Regions from separate parts of the Mus musculus genome. Here all the other regions are linked to region 2. The links are chromatin contacts, called in public ChIA-PET and Hi-C maps. All regions are on one chromosome and are shown on one strand. The core of a region is the stretch at or near the end of the contact, and the rest is flanking DNA. Distances in the headings are between cores, read along the strand shown.

Evidence for each region. A called contact is a pair of places that touch in the nucleus more often than the background predicts. ChIA-PET counts read pairs in DNA pulled down with a chosen protein or histone mark.
Region 1: a contact with region 2 is called in an RNA polymerase II ChIA-PET map of memory CD8 T cells, with 155 read pairs. The contact joins the enhancer-like site here to the promoter of Agps in region 2. A contact is called at or near these places in 3 of 39 promoter capture datasets (embryonic stem cells, frontonasal cranial neural crest and pre-B cells), 1 of 15 datasets of contacts at CTCF or cohesin (CD8 T cells), 1 of 484 Hi-C or Micro-C datasets (nephron progenitors), 4 of 115 datasets of contacts at active chromatin or transcription factors (the SCID.adh cell line, effector CD8 T cells, embryonic stem cells and 1 more) and 2 of 9 other capture datasets (adipose tissue and pancreatic islet).
Region 3: a Hi-C map of centroblasts shows a contact between it and region 2, with 1.7 times the contacts expected there. The contact joins the enhancer-like site here to the promoter of Agps in region 2. A contact is called at or near these places in 5 of 39 promoter capture datasets (the C10 cell line, frontonasal cranial neural crest, neutrophils and 1 more), 3 of 484 Hi-C or Micro-C datasets (centroblasts, peritoneal macrophages and pre-B cells), 7 of 115 datasets of contacts at active chromatin or transcription factors (bone marrow-derived macrophages, effector CD8 T cells, embryonic stem cells and 4 more) and 2 of 9 other capture datasets (adipose tissue and liver).

What each region holds. Positions count from the first base shown.
Region 1 is chr2:75,913,846-75,916,545 of GRCm38.p6, forward strand. The region is part of intron 19 of Agps (alkylglycerone phosphate synthase); the gene reads left to right. Among named protein-coding and RNA genes, the nearest start is that of Ttc30b, 23 kb to the right of the region's middle. Within about 2 kb of position 1,391, at least 12 of the 459 cell types and tissues checked have an H3K27ac peak or open chromatin away from gene starts, as enhancers often do. A contact at or near this core is called in effector CD8 T cells, memory CD8 T cells and pancreatic islet, where this site is marked.
Region 2 is chr2:75,830,730-75,833,429 of GRCm38.p6, forward strand. Agps (alkylglycerone phosphate synthase) reads left to right here and starts at 1,448. Exons shown (of 20, transcript NM_172666.3): 1 at 1,448-1,782. The coding sequence starts at 1,484. It overlaps Gm34861 (a long non-coding RNA gene), which reads right to left and starts at 1,458. Exons shown (of 3, transcript XR_866490.3): 1 at 1,312-1,458.
Region 3 is chr2:75,719,056-75,721,755 of GRCm38.p6, forward strand. No RefSeq gene overlaps it. Among named protein-coding and RNA genes, the nearest start is that of E030042O20Rik, 14 kb to the left of the region's middle. Within about 2 kb of position 1,421, at least 44 of the 459 cell types and tissues checked have an H3K27ac peak or open chromatin away from gene starts, as enhancers often do. A contact at or near this core is called in bone marrow-derived macrophages, centroblasts, liver and 3 more, where this site is marked.

The DNA.
Region 1 (2,700 bases), core at 141-2,640, 83 kb after region 2:
CAAGAGAATAAGTATTACAACATATCAGAAACTACTGATGCGATTGTGCCCTGCTCACTGCTTTATATTAGTTTCCTCTTCACTTCGGACAGCACTGCCAAGGCAGTCACAGCATATTAAATGTCTGACTGTCAGAAGGGAAAAGAAGATGAAGGAAATAGTAATGCTTATAAACTATAAATGTTTTCTGGGATCTGTGTAATTTAATATCTTTTAATCCTCTTCAACATGCAGCCGAGTAACTTATTACAAATGGAATTCAAAATATAAGCTGTTATTGCTGGTGTAAGATTTTGAGTGTTATTCAGTGCTCTTGTCCTGATACCAAGAAGCCTAAACTATGTGAAATCATTTTAAACCTTTTTAAGATTGAAATTGACTGCCTTTGAAAAGAATATGTATTAGTTTTCCTTTAAGGTGGTAACTCTTTCTTTTCTTTCATTTGCACATTATGTAAGATAATTACTTTTTAAACAAGTACCACAGAAGGGAACCAAAAGCTTTAATTTTTTTTATTATAGATAATTTTTCTTAGTTCTTGCCCATAAATCCTTTTACTTTCTTGTTGGTTTTATACTTCCTGATTATAGGCATCTAACATTTTCAAATTCAGGCACTAAAACAGTTCAGGACAGTTTATGTTATAGTGTCTTAGTTATTTCTTCTATTCTTGTAGATAATACCATGACCAAGGCAACATACTCTGGGACTCACAGTTTCAGAGGGTTAGAGACCATGACCACTACAGCAGGGAGCATGGCAGCAGGTAGGCAGGCATAGCAGTAGCTAAGCGTTTACATCTTGAAACACAACCAGGAGACAGATGTTAGGAATAGCATAGGCCTTTGAAGCCCCACCAGTGACATGCCTCCTCCAACATGACCGTACTTCTTAATTCTTCTTCCCAAACAGTTTCACCAACCAGAGACCAAGTACTCTCACCAAGTATATGTGAGCCTATGTAGGCCATTCTTATTCAGACCATACATACAGTAAAACCACTAATACAATTTGTATATATTTTCAAGTTCTAGGTTTAGACTTTATTTGTTAGACTTCATACATTGAGAAAATTCTGTTTATTGGCTTGAAGTAGAATGTGGCAAAGTTTGATTCCATATTAAATTTAGAAGCTGCTGCATTAAGAGATTTAAAAAATTCTATCCCATTTTTAGTATGTATTTTCTGTGTGATCAGAAACAATGACTGAATGGAAACAAATTCCAAACTACATGATTTCTTGTAGTGCTTAGAAAAAGACCCTAGGCCTGCAGAGGTGCGCAGACCACTCACATAATAGTATCAAGAGAGGATATGGTCTTATAAATGCCCCAGCAGGGAGCTCATCCTGTCCCGCCCCGTCACCCACTTCCTTAGTGACAGTCTCTGCCCCACAATGCAGAACCATCCTGAAGACTCCAGAAATCAAAAGATGTCACCACTTCTGGCACCACCTTAGTTCAGATCTGTTTCCTGTGGGCACAGAGCAGTAAGTACCCTCTTAACTCATAGGACCCTTCCTCCCTTCCCTTGCTGCCTGGGAATCTTTCTTTTTCTATTTAAATTCTTTAACTCAAATTTTCTCTTCACATTCAGAAGAAAACCCAGACCCCTCACTAGGCTTTCAGTGATGCAGTGGTCCATGTCTCTGATACTCTTTTATTTTTTTTTTCTTCCTGCTGTTTCTCAAATGGAACCTCTTTCCCCTCAAGGCCCATGCTATTCCCTCATTTTCTGCTGTTCTCCTCCTAGATGTTTCCGTGGCTCCCTTTACCTGGTCATTTAGGTCTCCAGTAAAGATGTCACTTTCCTAGAAATGTTCCCTTGCTCGTGTGTGTAGTTTGAATCCTGTTCAGTGGCAGAATTATGACTTCGGTCACATTCTGTTCTCCAGTTCCCAGAACACTGAGTGTCTGCTCTACATAGTTCTTCCTAGGGAAGAGGATTATAGGAGAGCATTGTCAGGCCCATCTGCTTTAAAACAAAGTATATAAGGAACACTTAATAATATGCAGAGAAATGAATGTTATTGTAATCTGCTGATTAAGTGACTCTGCTAACACACTTTCACAGAAATACTGTAAACGGACCTTTTCATTAATATGATTCTATATTCAAGGAAGATCATAAGCTTAAGTCATTCTTGGGCTGCTGAGGTAGTTCGAGTCTTTCTTAGCAATTTATATTGAGGTCCTGTCTCAAGATGAGGATTAAAATGATGAATGGAGTATAGTTGGAAGGTGAGTACTTGCCTCACATGCAGAAGGTCCTAGGTTCATTTCTAAGCACCACATGTGTAGGGGCACACATATGGATGTGCACACGCACACACACACACACACACACACACACACACACACTGTAAGTAGGAAAGGATATAGCCTGTGACATAAAACCTGTATTTGTAGCTCCGAGTTTACTGATGAGACTGCAGGAAAGCAGGTTCTCTGACCTCAGGTGCCCTTGGCTGCAGACCAAGAGGGATGTTTCCCACCTCAGAGGCTGGCTAGTGGATGTAGCTGCAGTGCATGGAGAACATGGACAGTGCCTTGCATGGAGGCTCTGAAGCATTGTAGCATGTATCTTTAAACAGTAGGAGAATACCAGAGAGAACTCTGGTTTATTTCCTTAATCTTTTGCACCAACCACTGAAGAGTGGCTTGCAGTTTATTTAGAAAAGATGTGCACATTTAAGGAGGT
Region 2 (2,700 bases), core at 198-2,697:
AGATATGAATGCATCGTTTTCTTCAGCTTGTGCAAGGCAGGATGGTCATTATGAACATGTGCACAGCACTGGAAGGCAAACTGAAGTTTACTTATTGATTTATTTTAAGTAAGACGCTACTTCTCTAGCAGAGAATGATGTCAAAGGATCTCTTTCTTCTGTTATGAAATGTTCAGGAATGCATATCTGTTCTCTTAGTCATGCATCCAGCCCCAGTCACACCCTGCAGGAGCAGGTTTGCCCTGGTGAGAGGATGGTCACCTAAACAGAGCTCTCATGGACTTAAAAGTCAGAAGAGCAAAGAGAATTCAACAGAGACCTTAGGTAGATGCACAAAATAGATGTTACTAGGCCTTTATAGCTTTTATATTATCTGGAAAAAAAATCAAGTATAAAAAGATGCTAAGCCACCCAACACCTTCCCTTCAAGGCTCAGGGATCGACACAGAAGAGGAGGAAAGATTCTAAGAGTCAGAGCTGATGGATGACTCCAAAGAAAGTGTCTTTTGTATACAACAGAACTAATTCACATACGAACTCACAGAAACTGTGACAGCACACAAAGGATGTACAGGGGATCAAGCCAGATGGAATCCTAGAGCTGAGAGGTTGAAGTGGACACAGCGTCCCACCATGAACCAAAAAGCTATCTGAAATTGGTACCCATCCGCACAAGAAAAGTACTTTTTGCCAGTGGAGTCTCACTAGGTATATTAACCACACTTCAGAGTGGGCCCCATGCCTAGGAGTTGTTGGCTAACACAAAACGAACTCAATGGTATTTTTGCAGATAACACTTTTTCACGTAAACAAACAAACCAAAAAACCAAAAAACCAAAAAAAAAAAAAAAAAAAAAAAACAACCATTAGATTGAAGGCTGTGGTTTTTATACAGCCTGTGGGCAAGACGGCTCAGTAGGTAAAGGTACTTGCCACGAAGTTTGATGACCCGAGTTTGATGCCCTGGATACACATGGTGGAAAGAGACAACTGGAAGTTGTCCTCTCACTTCCACATGAGTGCTGAACACAGTGCTAGACACCTAGAGACTGATGGGGCACTGGCTCTATCGCTTAAAGGATTGGTTTTGACCTAGGGGAAGTTCACCAGGTTTGGCTCCATTGCCAGATCAGCAGCACCACCGGCCCACTCACTATTCAGGCTCCTAGGCATCTGTTCCAGAAAATAGCCTCCGGGCGCTCGGGCCACATCCAAGATGCCACACCCATAGGTTTGGCAACTGCGGGTGTGCTGTGTAGTTTGGCTCTCCTCCTGCCCCTTTGGGCCAATCCGGGCTCCGCTGGAACTCACCTGCTCTGCAGGTACGCCAGGACGAGGCGTGGCGAGGCGCGGCGGCGGGCGTGGCCGAGGCGGGGAGGGGCGGGGCGAAGCTGCTGTGGGCGGGGACAGAGCCCGTTGAAGCTCCAGGCGCAAGGCCCCTGCCGCCAGTCGCCGCGGTGACTGCCGGGATGCGCCGCAGCGAATGGTCGCGCGGGGCGCCGCTCTGAGTGACCTTTCACCCGAGCCCAGCGGCCTCGGGCGGCGGCACAAGGCGGAAGCCATGGCGGAGGCGGCGGCGGGCGAGGCGGGCGCGAGCGAGCGGGACCCAGACGCGGGCCGCGCGCGCCGGCGGCTGCGGGTTCTGTCGGGCCATCTGCTGGGCCGGCCCCAGGAGGCTCCGAGTACCAATGAGTGCAAAGCGCGGAGAGCCGCGTCGGCGGCCGGGGCGTCGCCCGCCGCTACTCCTGCCGCACCAGAGTCGGGCACCATCCCCAAGAAGCGGTGAGTAGCGGCCCGGGATGGAGCTGGCGGCGGGAGGCCGTGAGCGGCCTGGGCTGTGGGAGAGGAGAGCACGGGAGTGGGCAGGGAGTTGGCAGGGTGGGCGGAAGGCATTCCGATCCCTGAGAGTACATCAGCTTGCGGGCTGGGAGTGGACCAGACACACCGGACTCTGTCGGGAAGGGGCGGCATGGCTTGGCCGGATTTTGGTGTCTCTTTTTGAAGGAAACACATTTCATGACCTAGTGGGAAAAGGGTTTAAGCGGATCCCCTCTTTTGGGTTTTGGAGGCTGGAAATTCATTCTCTATCTTGGAACGGGTAGCAGGAGGATTGTCTTAATCTACGACGAGGAGTTTTAAAATTGCACTAGATAATCAGATTTCTACGAATTCTCAAAAGCCTGGATGCTAGCAAGCTGGAGTGGGATGGTGGTACTCTGGGGAGAGGTGTGAGTGGTTTCTGTAGGGTAGGTTACCACTTCCTTGTGGTCATGGATTCTAACTTTAAGGGAGGAAACCAGTGAGTGAGTGAGTGAGATACAGTAGACTGCAAGCGTTAGTGACTTAAGACTTTGGTATTCCAGCTACTGATCCTTTAAGAAGCTAAAAGACAAGAGTCTGAATGAGGAATGTTTGTAAAACCTTAAGACCATTGGAGGAGAATCTCTGTCTCTGATGAAAGCTGTCGAGAGATGGTGTTTTCTGAGATGATCAGTTTGGAAAAACTTGGAGAATGAAAAAAAAAAAAGATTTTGCTAACTCGAATGTGTACTTTCAAAGTGCTGGAGATGGTGCTATTTCCATTACTTCTACGTTCCTAAGGTATTAGGTAGGTGCAGTAGTCTTCCATTTTACAGATGAAGAAATTAGAAGAAAAGGTTAAGAAGTGTGCTGCAGGTAGCAGGTACCTGTGTTACAGTT
Region 3 (2,700 bases), core at 171-2,670, 110 kb before region 2:
CAAAAATTACAAAATATTTTTAAAGTATATTTCCTGGTCAACCATTTACTTTTCTATTTGAGGAGACTGAGGGGTCAACTGGTTACTGATCACCACCTGCTATGGACAGAAATCAGAAAAAGAATGACATTTCTCAACTCTTGGTCTTCTGTTTATCCCATGCAAACAAGCTGAGTTCCCCTTTGAAGGTCATACTTAACTGAGCCATACTGAACCATACGTAAATGATCAGATTAAATATTACTTACATATAAAATTTTGGATTCTGAGGGGGATTAATATAACCTAGTGAGGGTGAGTTATTGCATTTATTTTTATAAATATTCTCTACAAATCTAGGAGATGTAATTGGTTCTAATATAAATTAGACTATGGCAGTTTATTTTTTTTAAGTAACTGGCTGAAAGTTCAAGAAAAACTGATCCTGAAAATGGTTGGTTCCAAAGCCCAGGCTTAGTCCACCGGAGGTCAGGGCTCTGGAGTCTCTTGACTCATGCTGTATTTACTGAGCTCACTCATAGCAGGGTTCCCTGAAGATTCCACTTTTCCACATTCTGTTTAATTAATTCCCCAAGGGCAGAACAACAAAGTGTTTTTCACTAGAGAAAGCATGCAAACAGATACAAGAAGAGGATTTCCACATGAAGGAACTCTGAAGTGGAGGCCAGAGAGACAGTCGATTGTAGATCTTTATTTTCTTCTCCGTGGAAAGGTCTAAGGACAAAGTATAGCATATGCTGATGAGACCATAAGCTGCTGTGCCCATTGCAATTGTTCTAATAAATTAAATTCCTCTAGTTGCATGCTTCTAGAGAGCTTAGCCGTTAGGTGACCTTTACTATCAGCCTGGAATGGTTCCTTCCTCTGGGGAAGGTCTAGATCACACTATCCATCACATTTCCTCTATCCTAATGAAAGATGGGATATGTCTGTCTGTGGAGTTCATAAACTAAAAAGTTTATGTCTGAGATATAACAATTCACTTGCAACTGGATATGAGGACAGGAGGTTTCTCTCTTCTAGCATACATTGTAGAAGGAGGATCTCTGAGTTTGAGGCCAGCCTGGTCTACAGAGAGAGTTCCAGGACAGCTAGGGCTATGCAGAGAAACCCTGTCTTGCAAAAAACAACAAAACAAAACAAAAACACAGTGGAACTGTAGACCTATGAATAGTAATAGCAACCTAAAAACTAAAGCCAATATTTAGTGGTCACTAGGGATCATGTGCTTTGTATCTGATCATGGTTTATTTTGAGTCTTTGAAAAAGAAAAAAAGAAAGACATAGGTAGATTATTATCCCCTTAACAACCTAGGAAGGCCGAGTGAGATGACTCAGTGGGGAAAAGTGTTTGCTGATAACCTTGACAAGCTGAGCTCAGTCACCAGGACCCACGCGTGGGAAGGAAAGAATCGACTCCTGGAAGTTGTCCTCTTTTGATCTCCGTGCATACAGACACACAGACACAGACAGACAGAAGGCAGGCACACACACACCACAAAAGACACATCTTTTTTCTTTTTTTTTAACTGAGAAACTGAGGCCTATAGAGAATACTTTTTCTCTGTGCTCTAGCAGCTGAACACTGCCTTTCGATTTTGTCTATTTTTGGCTTTTTTTTTGGTTTTGGTTTTGGTTTTGGTTTTTTTGTTTTTTTGTCTCTAAGACATAGTCTGACTCTGAAGCTCTGGCCAGCATCTAATTACAAAGACCTTCCTGTCTCGGTCTCCCAAGTGCCGGGATTACAAGAACCGGACAACATGTCCAACTACAATTCTTAAGTGTAACGTCATACTGTGAACCACGGGTGTTTCCAAAATTGCAAAATTAATTTGGAAAGTTATCTAGAACCATTTTGATGTTCTAAAAACATTTAAAAATGTTTGGGCAAGGGACTGGAGAGGTGATGGCTCAATGGTTAAGAGCACTGACTGCTCTTCCAGTGGTCATGAGTTCAATTCCTAGCAACCCCATGGTGGTTCACAACCATCCATAATGAAATAGGATGTCCTTCTCTGGTGTGTCTGAAGACAGCAACAGTGTACTTACATACATTAAATAAATAAACAAACAAACAAACAAACAAATAAATAAATAGATATTTTAAAAAAATGTTTGGGCAAAAAGTGTCCAGATAGTTGATTACCCATTTAAAACAAAAACAAAAACAAGAACAAAAACAAAACCCAAAACCAACAACACTTGAATACTTAGTGAGCAGTAGCCTGCTGGTGGGGGCTGGGTGGGAGGTGAGGGACTTGAGTTAAATACAGATTTTACCTTTAAATCCCAACAGCCCAGAAATAAAATATCACAATCGCCCATACTCAAGAAGTAATGAAGATCCACTCTTAGGCTAGAGGGCCAGAGTTTCCTTTTTATTTTATGCAAAAATGACATAATTTCTTTCCTTCATTCCTTTCTTTTTAGGTTATAGGAATTAAACTCGGAACCTTACCTATGCAAGGCACGTTTTGTTTTCTCGTTTTTAGATTGAGATCTATCTGACATACAATACATGGCACAGATGGACGTACATAATTTGGTAAGCGCATGTACATCCCTACACACACTAATGAAGGTAATAAGCAACTTCTCATTCCAGAGCTGTGCTCCTCCTGTGCTGCTGGGGGTCTAACTCGGGGCCTTCTAGCTGTCTCACAAGTACTATGCCACTGAACTACATCCAAGGTAAAACAC